Regions from separate parts of the Oryctolagus cuniculus genome. Here region 2 is linked to region 1. The links are chromatin contacts, called in public Micro-C maps. All regions are on one chromosome and are shown on one strand. The core of a region is the stretch at or near the end of the contact, and the rest is flanking DNA. Distances in the headings are between cores, read along the strand shown. Region 1 has its middle 78 kb from the start of METRNL. Region 2 overlaps B3GNTL1 (UDP-GlcNAc:betaGal beta-1,3-N-acetylglucosaminyltransferase like 1).

Region 1 (5,523 bases), core at 2,617-5,116:
ACTTGACAAGGGCTGGGATGGTGTCTCTCCCACCACCACTTCTCTCGGCCCCTCTGTTCCTTCAGACTTCTCTCCCCAGGATCCTCCACGCAATTCCCAACCCTGCAGAATGTGCTTGCTTTAGAAGCAATAGCAGTGAATTCTTCAGCACAAGGCCCAGGCTGCCTCTGTACAGGAGTCCTGTGGCCAGACCAGGCCAGTCCTGAGCCAGAGCATGTGGACCAGAGGTGACCAAGCCCCAGGAGGCCCACTTGGCTCTTAGAAGCAAGCAAGCTCTCCCACCCAAGAGCCAGATCCACTTCCTGGAGCCTCATCTGGGACGTGATGAGGTATCCGTGGGGCTGGATCCCGGGATCTCCACTCCCTTTGCCCTCCTTGGGACTCCCCAACACCTTCCAGCCAGTGGGAAACACTGCAGCACGGTGGGTCAAGCCCACAAAGTCCCCATAGGTAATCAGCACCAGACAAGGCCTGGCACAGCTGACCCAGCCACCGTTCCCAAACAGCTGGACAATGTGAGATACAATGTGAGTCTGGGTGTCTCGTGGGGGTACATGGCAGCCGTGGGCCTCACAGGCCGAAGATGGTCCCAGATGGGAGGAGGGGCATTAGAGAGGAGGCCCAGCATGGGTGCGTAGTGCAGGTCAGGCAGAAAAATGACCCAAGCAGGAACCGAGGCAGGGCAGAGGGGAGGGGCTGGGAAGCTGGACCCTGACACCTGCAGCCGGCGCTTTTACAAACCAGCGTGGCAGCAGGAGCTGAGCCACAGTCATTTGGCCTGCCCGAGAGGTCAGAGGGAGGAAGAACCCCGTACGTGTGTTTTACGGCACAGACAGGCTTGGGGCTGGGAGGCTCTGTGCAGAAACCTCAACAGTCCAGAAACCCCAGCAGGTACCCTAAAAGGTTAAACTCAGGAAGGAAGCTTGAGACTGCACCCCATGTGCCTGAGAGGCCGGGAGCAGACCCCAGCCCCAGCATGGTGCCCTCCCTGCCATGGCTAACCTCTGCAGACCTGTCTCACCTGGCTCTGTCCAGGCTCCTGGAGGCAGGTGTGAGCAGCCTTCTTCCACCTGGACAGCCCAGTGTACTCATCCCTATCAGGCGGACAGAAATCAGTGCCGCCAGGCCCACCCTTTCCTGTAGACCTATGGGGTGTTGTGAGGACTGCACCCTCTGGCTTCTGTTACGTGCTATCAGCCAGCAACAAATTTGCCAGAAGCAGAGTGGGGCTTCCTGGCCCGCTCTGCACATCCTGCCTCGAGAACCCCCACACCCAAAGGCTCTGGAAAAAGGCTGGCAGCTCACACTCGGCTGCCCTGGCACCAAGGACTCCACAGAGAAGCCTGGGGGAGAGCACAGCAAACCCTGCTCTTTTGTGCGGCACAGAGGCCCCATGACAGCTCTCAGAAGGCAGAGGAAGGGCCATGGCCAAGCCTTGGCCAAGGAAGCTGCTCACAGAGGGGACTGGCCGCTCGGCTGAGCCCAGGCCTCCGACCACTCCCACCCTAATCTAGTTCCAATGGGGGGGGTGTTGTCCCGTGGAAGGCAGGGCCTGGCAGTGTACTCATTCCTGTAGGATGCACAGAGGCGCAGCCACACCAGACAGAAAACAGAAGGCCCCAGAGTCCCCTCTGCAGCTCCAGGGGCTGCTGCCTGCACCACAGAGAAGGTGGTAGAAAGAGTGAGTGCAGCATGGGGGGAGAGGGGTCACTTGCATTCTTCCAGGGTGGGGTGGGGCTCCTGCACTGTTCTGGAGCCCCTGTTCCTGGAAACACTCGAGCAGACAGGCAGACAAGAGGGTGTCTGGGTTAGTCCAGGATAGGGCCTCCTGCCTCCAGGAAGGGCAGGAGGCATGCAGCCTGCTCAGAGGAAAACTGCCTCTTGGTGGGGTCACACCCTCTCGAGGCACAGGGGTGGGAATCCCTGCCCATGCACCTCACCTAATATGATATTCAGGCCTCTCTGAGCAGGCAGGAGCCAATCTCACAGTCCCTGGCCAGGAGTCCAGGAGTCCAGGGGCATGGGCAGGGGCAGGGGCTGCGCTTACTGGACAGCAAGGCAGTGAGTAGCTCCCACATCTGCAAGGCTGCAACCTTTGGCAAATTCCTCAACCTATGTGCTGGTTTCTTCCTCTGTAAAATGGGTGTTGTCAGACCAATGCCCAGGACCTCACAAATACCTGGGCCAGGAACAGGTCTCAGACTGCTGGAGACACAGCCAGCAGAGGGATTGGAGTAGACAGAAATGGTGACAAAGGCTTAGCACTCACCCAGCTGGCTGGGAGAGTGCCCCGCCCTCAAGCCCTGTGCTTTTTCCACCCCACCCTCACCTCCATCCAGAACAGGCACCTGGAATTGGAATAATTGGGTGGCAAAGCTCCTGCAGGGCTGCAGATCACTTGAGGTCTGGGTCAGGGCAGTCTGGGAGGGCCCCAGCCATGGAGGCTGTGCCCGGGCCCTGGTGCTGGGGAGGCAATCTTCTACTCCTCATACGACACTGTTGACACACCAGCAATGGATCCCGCATCTCTCTGGACACCAACGAGGTGTCTGGTGATGCAATTTAATCCTGACCCTGACCCCCCGGAATAGCCAGAGACCCTGCAGTTAAGGGTTCAGTGCCATGAGACTGCCCCCACTTCAGATGCCAGTGGTGCCACTTGTTCTTCTACCAGCTGGCTGTGAATCAGGGCTTCCATGATCCTCCCCGCAGGGTGCAGGAGGGGTGAGTGGGGCCACAGAGCAAGGGAGGAAAGGAAGGGCTGGGTGAGGCTCAGCCAGCTCCTCCCACTCTCCACTGCACTCACAAGTCCAGGGCCTGTCTCAGACTGGGTTCTGAGAACTGCAGCCAATGTGCATCTGCTGGGTCCCCTGGCCAGTGAGAGGGATTTTGAGGCAGTGACGGCCTCAAGCCGTGTGTGTGGATGTTAGCATGCATACACGTTTTGCATACGGTCAAATGTGCATGTTGACATGACTGTGTACTTGGGAATGTTGCTGTGGCCTCGCTGTGTGGGGGCACATACTCCTGTGTGTGCATGTGCTGTGTACACGTGGAATGAGGTTGCTGCTGCCCTTGGGTCTTCACTGGGGGCTCCTGGGAAGGGTGTGTTCCCCAAAGCCCCATCCAGCCCAGGTTCCTCCTGCTGACCCCAAGCACCCCAGCCAACCTGGGCGTTGGGTGGGGAGCAGCCCAGTGTCAACTCCCCAGGGAGGGGCCCAGTGCCGCCTGCCTCCACCCCTCTGCAGACCTCAGACCGGGGTGGGGGGTGGTGCTCAATGGTGCTGAGTTCTCCACTGCGGTGGATTCTGAACTGAATTTTTCTCAGTGGTGAGTTCAACACTGACTTTGCCTCCTGGTTCTGCCGCGAGCTTGCTGGTCCTGAACTGCCTTGACCCTCCCTGGGCTCTCCCCTGCCCCCCACCCCACTGCACCTCCACCTATAAGTAGAAGCTCCAGCTCAGGTAGCACCAAGGGTTGGCGGAAACCATCACAGGGCCTCATGCCCACCAGACCCGGACCCCAAAGTCCCTGAGGCACTGGTCACTCCCCTCATGACTGGCACAGGACACCTTCTGTGAGACTTGAGGACAGCACAGGACCCCTCACTCTGGGTCACCCTGAGCACCCACCACGACCCCTGGCAGTTCCAGAGCCAGTCGACTATGACAACTCCCTGGCCGGGGGCAGGGGTGCGTCACGTAGAATGGGTGTGAGATTTCTGTTTTAACGCCTATCTGACCACACAAATGAAACAGGCAGTGTTGTAACCAAGCGCTCCAGGCGATGCCCACAACCTCCCTACCGGGGTGAAGGCAGACACTGGCTTTGCAGGTTCCCCACAGAAAGCATTGCTGAGTGGTGCTGACCGGTACACCAAGCTGAGGCGTCCCCAGCTCTGCTTTAAGCCAGCTCCTCTGGCTGGGAAGGAAGCCTGGGTTCAGGAAACGAGCCCCAGCAGCTAGGGAGGCACCCGAGGCAAAGCAGCTCAGATGTACTTGTTCTTCCTGGGCAGCCTCAGCCAGGCAGGGTGTGGGGTGAAGCCTGGAGGAGCTGGCCTTGCCCAAGCTGCCAGGAGGGGCTGAGGACCACGGCCTGGCTCCACTTTCCTGTAACTGAGGGTGCGCCCAACCCGTATGTTTCCTGTGACAGCCACGGATCATCACATCCGCTCTGAGAACTATTTTTAACTGATTTATGTATTTCTTTTACCAGGAAGACATCCACTTCTGCTTGAGTCCATCTTACAGGAAAGTGTTGCAACCCTGCTCGGCTCAGCAATGCTAAGTGCGCGTTGGAGCAGGGAAACCCGCCTCACTGCGGAAGTCTTACAAAAATTAATAAAGCGGGGCCTCTGAGTCAGACGCAGATGCCCCTCCTTTTGAAAAAGAGGAAATGCAGCAGTTATCTGCGTGCATAGGACCAGCACGCCCATTTTGAGAAGTACACTGTCCCTTAACGTCCCATGCAGAAGCCCGCAGAGAGCTCCATCCAGACTCCCGGGGCTGCTGCTAGGGTCCAAGGGCATTGACCTGTTGCACTCCATCGTGGCGGGGTTGGCAGAGGGCCAGGGGTCGCCTGTCACAGGGCCCAGGAGATGACCCTAAGAGGACAGTGTCTCAAGGACAAACATGCCCTGCTCACAGACAGGGACAAGCTCAGGGTGCAGGCAGCCTTCTGCACATCAGGACTCACCCCCAACTTGCTGCGTGTGGCACCCACTCAGGACAGGACCAAAATTTCTCACTTCTCAGCTTCTCACATGTGGGACTCAAATTTTTGCAGCATTTTTTTTTTTTAACTTTAGGTGCTACCTATAGCATGTAATCACATGCTGAGTATTCACAAGCTCTTTTTTTAAAGATTTATTTTATTTATTTGAAAAGCACAGTTGCGGGGCGGGGGGGGGAGAAAGAGAGAGAAACCGTCCACCTGCTGGCTCATTCCTCAAATGGCCACAATGACTGGGGATGGGCCAGGCATAAGCCAAGAACCATGAATTCCATCTGGGTCTCCTATGGGGGTGCAGGGGCCCAAGGAATTGGGCCGTCTTCTGCTCTGTCCAAGGCACATTAGCAGGGAGCTGGATCAGAAGTGGAGCAGCTGGGACTTGAACAGTTAACAGCCAATTATATTTATTTGTTTAAAGATTTATTTATTTATTTATTTGAAAGTCGGAGTTACACACAGAGAGAAGGAGAGGCAGAGAGAGAGAGAGAGAGAGGTCTTACATCTGCTGGTTCACTCCCCAATTAGCCTCAATGGCTAGAGCTGCGCTGATCCAAAACCAGGAGCCAGGAGTTTCTTCCTGGACTCCCACATGGGTGCAGGGGCCCAAGAGCTTGGGCCATCTTCCACTGCTTTCCTAGGCCACAGCAGAGAGCTGGATCGGAAGTGGAGCAGCCGGGTCTTAAACCGGTGTCCATATGGGATGCTGACACTGTAGGCAGTGGCTTTACCCACTATGCCACAGCACCGGCCCCCAGACAGCTAATTTCATACCAGCTGCTCAGCCTAAGGCCC
Region 2 (5,525 bases), core at 1,583-4,082, 150 kb after region 1:
ATCTATTGCTTTTCTGTTTCTAATTTTATTCATTCTTGCTTTTACCTTTATTATTTCTTTTCTTCTGCTTGCTCTGGGTTTTTGTTTTGCTCTCTCTCTCTTTTTTTTTTTTTATGGTGGGAGCTTAGAGTTTTGTTTTGAGATCTCTCTTTCCTTTTTTTTTTTTTTAATTCATTTATTTATTTGAAAGAGTTACACAGAGAGAGGAGAGGCAGAGAGAGAGAGAGAGAGAGAGAGAGAGAGAGAGAGAGAGAGGTCTTGCATCTGATGGTTCACTTCCCAATTGGCCACAACAGCCAGAGCTGTGCTGATCCAAAGCCAGGAGCCAGGGGCTTCTTCCAGGTCCCCCACGCATGTGCAGGGGCCCAAGGACTTGGGCCATCTTCTACTGCTTTCCCAGGCCATAGCAGAGAGCTGGATTGGAAGTGGAGCAGCTGGGTCTTGACCCAGTGTCCATATGGGATACCAGCGCTTCAGGCTAGGGCATTAACCCTCTGTACGACAGCGCCGGCTCCCTTGAGATCTCTCTTTACTAATGTAATCACTTGGTGCTATACATGCTGCTTTAGCTGTGTTATGGTCTTAAAAGTGCCTGCGTTCTCATGCAGGTCAGTACACTCTGGACATCCGTTGAGGCTTCCTCCTTGATTCATGAGCTGTTCATCCATGGAGCTCTTCTGCATCAGCGGGTGTCTAGGGGCACGGGCGCCGCCTCATCTGCCAGCTCTCAGTGGGTCCACTCTGAGAACAGGGCGCTTGCTGATCTGATGCAACACAGTGTAGCACAGTGAAGGTTTGTAAAAAGAGAACTGAATTAGCCAAGAACAGTACAGAGGAGTTCCCTAGACCAAAGGGTGTGCGTGAGCAGAGCGCACCAGGGCCCAGCCCAGAGAAGGCAGTCTCAGAAGCCGGGTAGCAGCCGGCCTCAGGTCCACGTGGAGAGGCACACACAGCAGGACCCGGTGGCCTGGATTTCTCAGCAGCAACAGCAGTAGTGCAGAGTCCAGGGCACCTGGGGGCACTGTTTCCAGGACCTCAGGATGTGAGTGAGTGTGAGATGATAGCCAAAGTGTTGATCCTATGGGGAAATACAAGGACCCGTTCATATAAGGATCCAAACGTGTTTCCTACAAAATCTTTCTCAGAAATTTCTGGAGGAATCTGCAAAATACTGGGAAGCAAGTTAAGGAAGACTACGAGATGGAGCCAGCAGGTGCCCAGCCTGGAGACAGGCAGGGGACTCCTCTCTCCCCCTCCCCCGCCCAGGCAGGACCTGGACAGAGCTCCAGGGAGAGGGAGGACTGAGTGCTTGAGCTGCAAAGTGCATGCTTGCTTCTGAAAACTTACAGGAACAATTAGTGAGCAGGGAAAACAACAGACAGCTTTCCTTGCAGCAAGAGGGCGGGTCCAAGTCAAGTGACTCCTCCCAACTGATGGAAGGGAGCTGAGAAACGCAGAAACTCAGTCAGTGTAGGAAGGGTGGAAATTTGGGGCACCTAACAGCTCGTGGTGGAAACAGAAAGGCAAAAGCAGCAGTAAGTACCAGTGATTCTCTGCTTCAGTTAGTATAGTTCTAGGAAGTGGGTGCCTAGGAGAGGAAACTGGCACATTTAGACTTCTTGGCTTCCTCCTTCCTGCTGATGCAGCCCCAAGGCTGGACACGCCCTAGGGAGCGAGGCGGCTTCCCCTCAGGGTCGAGATCTGACCTGGAGTCCACACTCCTTGTGCGTGGCCCTGCCTTGCGTAAGGACAGGGACGTGTCCTGAGAAGTGCAGCTTGGACAGCACCAGTTGGTGAGCGTCACCGTGTGTGTGAGGCAGCAGGGACATCACTGGGCGGAACCCGAACTCGTGGGCTCCCTGTCGGCTGTGGTCCCTTGTTGACCAGAGGTGGATTTTCACAGCAAGTGGCTGAGCTCTGTCTGGTTTTCTGCCTGTTTTAGGAGGGGCGGTGACTAGAAACAGTCACAGCCAGAGCTTTGAGAGTCCCAGGTGCCCCCAGGAAACCTCAGGAGATGGCTGACTCCACACACATAAGATTTCTGCAAGAAAACAAAGCTTTTTATTGAAACATTCACAATACACAGATGTGCAAGAGAACACACGCTTCCCTTGGCTACACGGGACACCCAGGCCTTAGGTGTTGCAGTCAGCGTGAGACCCAGCGTCCTGGGGGCCTGATGCTCAGTGTGATGTGATGTCACACTGTGGTCATCAAGGGGGGAGGCCTCTTGTCCTTGTAAGACTACACCGCCCGCTGGGGAGCTCCTTCCCTCTTGTCCTGCAGTCTCCTGTTGGCAGGTGTCCCACACCGTCAGTTCTAGCAGAAAATAAGTAGCGAAATGTTTGTTTGCCTCCCTTTTTTCAATGAGTCAGCGTTGATGTTGGCTCACTTTCAGTTTTTCCACAGCAGTGGTCACCTCTGCACTTCAGCAGCTGTTCCAGCCGGGGAGAGTCAGTGCCTTAGTCAGCCCAGGCCTAGCCCCTGCCCCTGCCCACCTCCCCCACGTCCTGACCTGCCTGCTGTGACCCGGGCTCCTTTCCCAGCGCTGCTGGGTTCCAGGCAGGGTAGAAGCAGACTCTGTTTTGTGGGGCTGTCACCCTCCGGGTTCAGTGTCCACTTCCAGCAGGCACCATGCAGACACTTGCTGTGAGCTAGAGTATCTTCTATGGTTTCCCCCTTGGGTCCAATTTAGGACCAGAAGGAAGGCCAGGAACACGTGGGAGGGGTACGGCCATCAGAAAGAGCCCTGGACACCACACAGTGAGGTCAGGAGTCGGGGCCTCCCCGCATCCCACCCTAGTTAGCTCTCGGGGGCTGTTTTATTCTTTGTAGATGGAGAGTTTAACAAGAACACCCAGTCCTTTACAGGGTGACTGTTCTGTGACCCGTTCACTGGAGGTTTAGCAGAACTAAATAAAGGTGATTTCTGTGCCAGTTGAGAAGACAGAGAGTGGGTCACTTGGCGCAGGCCCTTGGTTACCGTGGTTCTCCCTGAGAGTGCAGAAGCTGGAGGAGCCGAGGCCTCCTGCCCCCATGCCTGTCCCTGTCTCCCAGGAACCAGCAGATGCAGGCAGGAGTCTTACTAGGCATAACCTGCTGCTTTGAAAAGCTTGTCGGTCTTTGTTCTATTAAATGGTGAGACTGGTTCATCTGAAAAGATTAAAGTGTTTCATATTTAGCCATTTCAGTGTTGCTTTCTTAAAAGTTTGCCTTTCATAACTCAATGGTCTGGTTTTTTTAACCTAACTCTAACAAATTAGCATTCGGGAAATTTAAACATATTTCAAAGTGAATTACCTGTAGGGCTTCCAGGGGATCAGTGTAAACTTGCAACTTGCAGTGTGTTAGAAGAGCATATCTGTGACAAGAGGAAACATTTTGTTGATGTCTGTGTCTTTACTAAATCCAGGAGCCGTAAGTTTCGGGTTTCACATCAGAGTTTATTCTTGTTGCTATGTGGGTGTTAAAATGTCAGAACACCGGGAAGTTGGTTATCTGTGTAAGACAGTCATCCAATAAATTGGGCTTTAGGGATGAGGGTAATGAGCCACAGGAATCTGAACATGAGTTGTGCAGGAAGCATGCACACCACTTTGTGGTAACAAGTGTCTGATGAGGGCTGTGCATTTCATTAAGTACTTATTAAGGGTGGGGGACGTCCAGCCTGTGGACACAGAATCATTTGGTCTGGCCTTGCTAAGGCAACCTCAGATGGGCCATGAAATTCAGTAAATCTGTGGCAGGCTAATTTTTAAGTTGACAGTTTTGTGTGGCCCATGAATAATGCTATAAATATCCAAGTGACCCTTGGCAGGGAAAAGGTTCCCCACCCCTGCTTTAACTCCAGGCCTACTTTTTCTAAGTAAACAGTGAAACGCTGAGTTCAAGTCTGTCATCCTTATGTGCTTTTTTTTTAAGCACCAAGAGCAATTACATGATTTGTTCCTCTTGGATGGCGCCCTGAGCTCCTTGGGAGAGCTAAGGCTAGACTATTCAGGATGCTTTTGGCCTTGAGCTTTGAAACTTGTTTGTCTTATTTTGTACACTGTCCAAGGCATTTGAATAGATTCTCAACTTTTATTAGCTCCATAGAATTAATTCTTGTAAAGCACACTTTTACAAGAAACCGGAAGCAAGCTTCCAGGACCCTTGGTAGCAGCAGGGCCGCCTGGCCATGCCTGTGAGCTCCCTCGGTGACAGAGTTTTAGGAAACGGCGTATCTCATTGTTCAGTTGCTAACAGATCAGAAAGGGAGTGGCAGCCTGATGGTGAAAGAAGAGACACAGACCAGGAGGTGCTGGCGCTGTGTGCAGCAGACGCCCACATCCCTGTCGGGGAGCCTGGTTGGAATCCCAGCTCCTCTGCTTTTGATTCAGCTTCCTGTTACTGCCTGGGAAAGCAGTGGATAATGGCTGAAGTGCTTGGACCCCTGCCACCTCTTGGGGAGACCTGGATGGAGTTCTGGGCTTCCTAGCTATGGCCTGGCTTAGTTCTGGCTGCTGGGGGCATTTGGGGAGTGGACCAGTGGATGGAAGACATCTCTCTCTCTCTCTCTCTCTCTCTCTCTCTCTGCCTTTCAAATAAATTAAAAAATCTCTAAAAAGTAATCAGGAGCTGAGAAGGAATCATGAGAAAGTAGAAGCAGAGGTCCTCCTGGAGGCCTTCTGACTGCAGCTCCATGCTCACCTTGCGTGCTTCTTGCTCCTCCCACTTCCTGTGTGGGGTTTGACCCCAGCAGGTCCTGTCCTGCCGAGGAGACGCAGGACCTAAAGTCACTATGGAAGGGCATTTGAGCCATTTTGTAAAATGTTCTCTCTTTCATGCTTGTACCTCTTCTAATAAAGAGGTTTCTTCTAAAAACATATTTTTGGTCCAAAAGTTCATATTCAAAGGAAACAGTGGAGTCCCCTCCCCAGAGTGAAGTACTGCCAGGCAAGTAAGGCTAGCTAAAGAGTGTGAAAACCACCTCAGAGAAACCGTGTTCAAAGGAACGCGGTAGAGGGGAGGCTGGGGGTGCCCTGCCCATGGGCCCTCAGGGTTGGATTGGTCAGCAGAGGCACTGGGGATTCCAGATGGGACAGAGCCAGCCACCATGGGTATGCCATGTGTCAGAGTGGAAGGGTGCCCAGGAGCTCAGCAGTAAGCAGGAGGTAGCCCAGCCACATGTGGGGGCCAAGCAGAGGAAGCACAGTGGCTGCCCCACATCTTGGGGTTCTGTGGAAGGTACCCCGGCCCCTCTATGAAAAGGGGGCTTCTCAGGAGTTACTGGCTGAGGTGCTCTGTATTTCACACCTATCTGGGCACTGCACTCACATGTGTGTGAGATGCACCTGTCATTCGTGGCCTGGAGCGCCCTCTGCTGGGGGAGGGGGGCCTGGATTTGGCTGAGAGCACTGAGAGCCTTGAACCTGTTTGATGAGTCATTTGGATATAATTTACCCAAACATACAATAATGAAAAGAAAAAAATAATAATGAGGGACCTGTGCCTCTTGGATCTATTTCATTTGAGCTCCAAAAATT

The links. A called contact is a pair of places that touch in the nucleus more often than the background predicts.
Region 2: a Micro-C map of ear pinna shows a contact between it and region 1, with 2.1 times the contacts expected there. The contact joins two enhancer-like sites. A contact is called at or near these places in 2 of 6 Hi-C or Micro-C datasets (ear pinna and an unstated tissue).

What each region holds. Positions count from the first base shown.
Region 1 is chr17:18,770-24,292 of mOryCun1.1, forward strand. No RefSeq gene overlaps it. Among named protein-coding and RNA genes, the nearest start is that of METRNL, 78 kb to the right of the region's middle. Within about 2 kb of position 3,867, at least 3 of the 8 cell types and tissues checked have an H3K27ac peak or open chromatin away from gene starts, as enhancers often do. A contact at or near this core is called in ear pinna, where this site is marked.
Region 2 is chr17:174,684-180,208 of mOryCun1.1, forward strand. All of the region lies in intron 7 of B3GNTL1 (UDP-GlcNAc:betaGal beta-1,3-N-acetylglucosaminyltransferase like 1), which reads left to right. Among named protein-coding and RNA genes, the nearest start is that of B3GNTL1, 52 kb to the left of the region's middle. Within about 2 kb of position 2,833, at least 3 of the 8 cell types and tissues checked have an H3K27ac peak or open chromatin away from gene starts, as enhancers often do. A contact at or near this core is called in ear pinna, where this site is marked.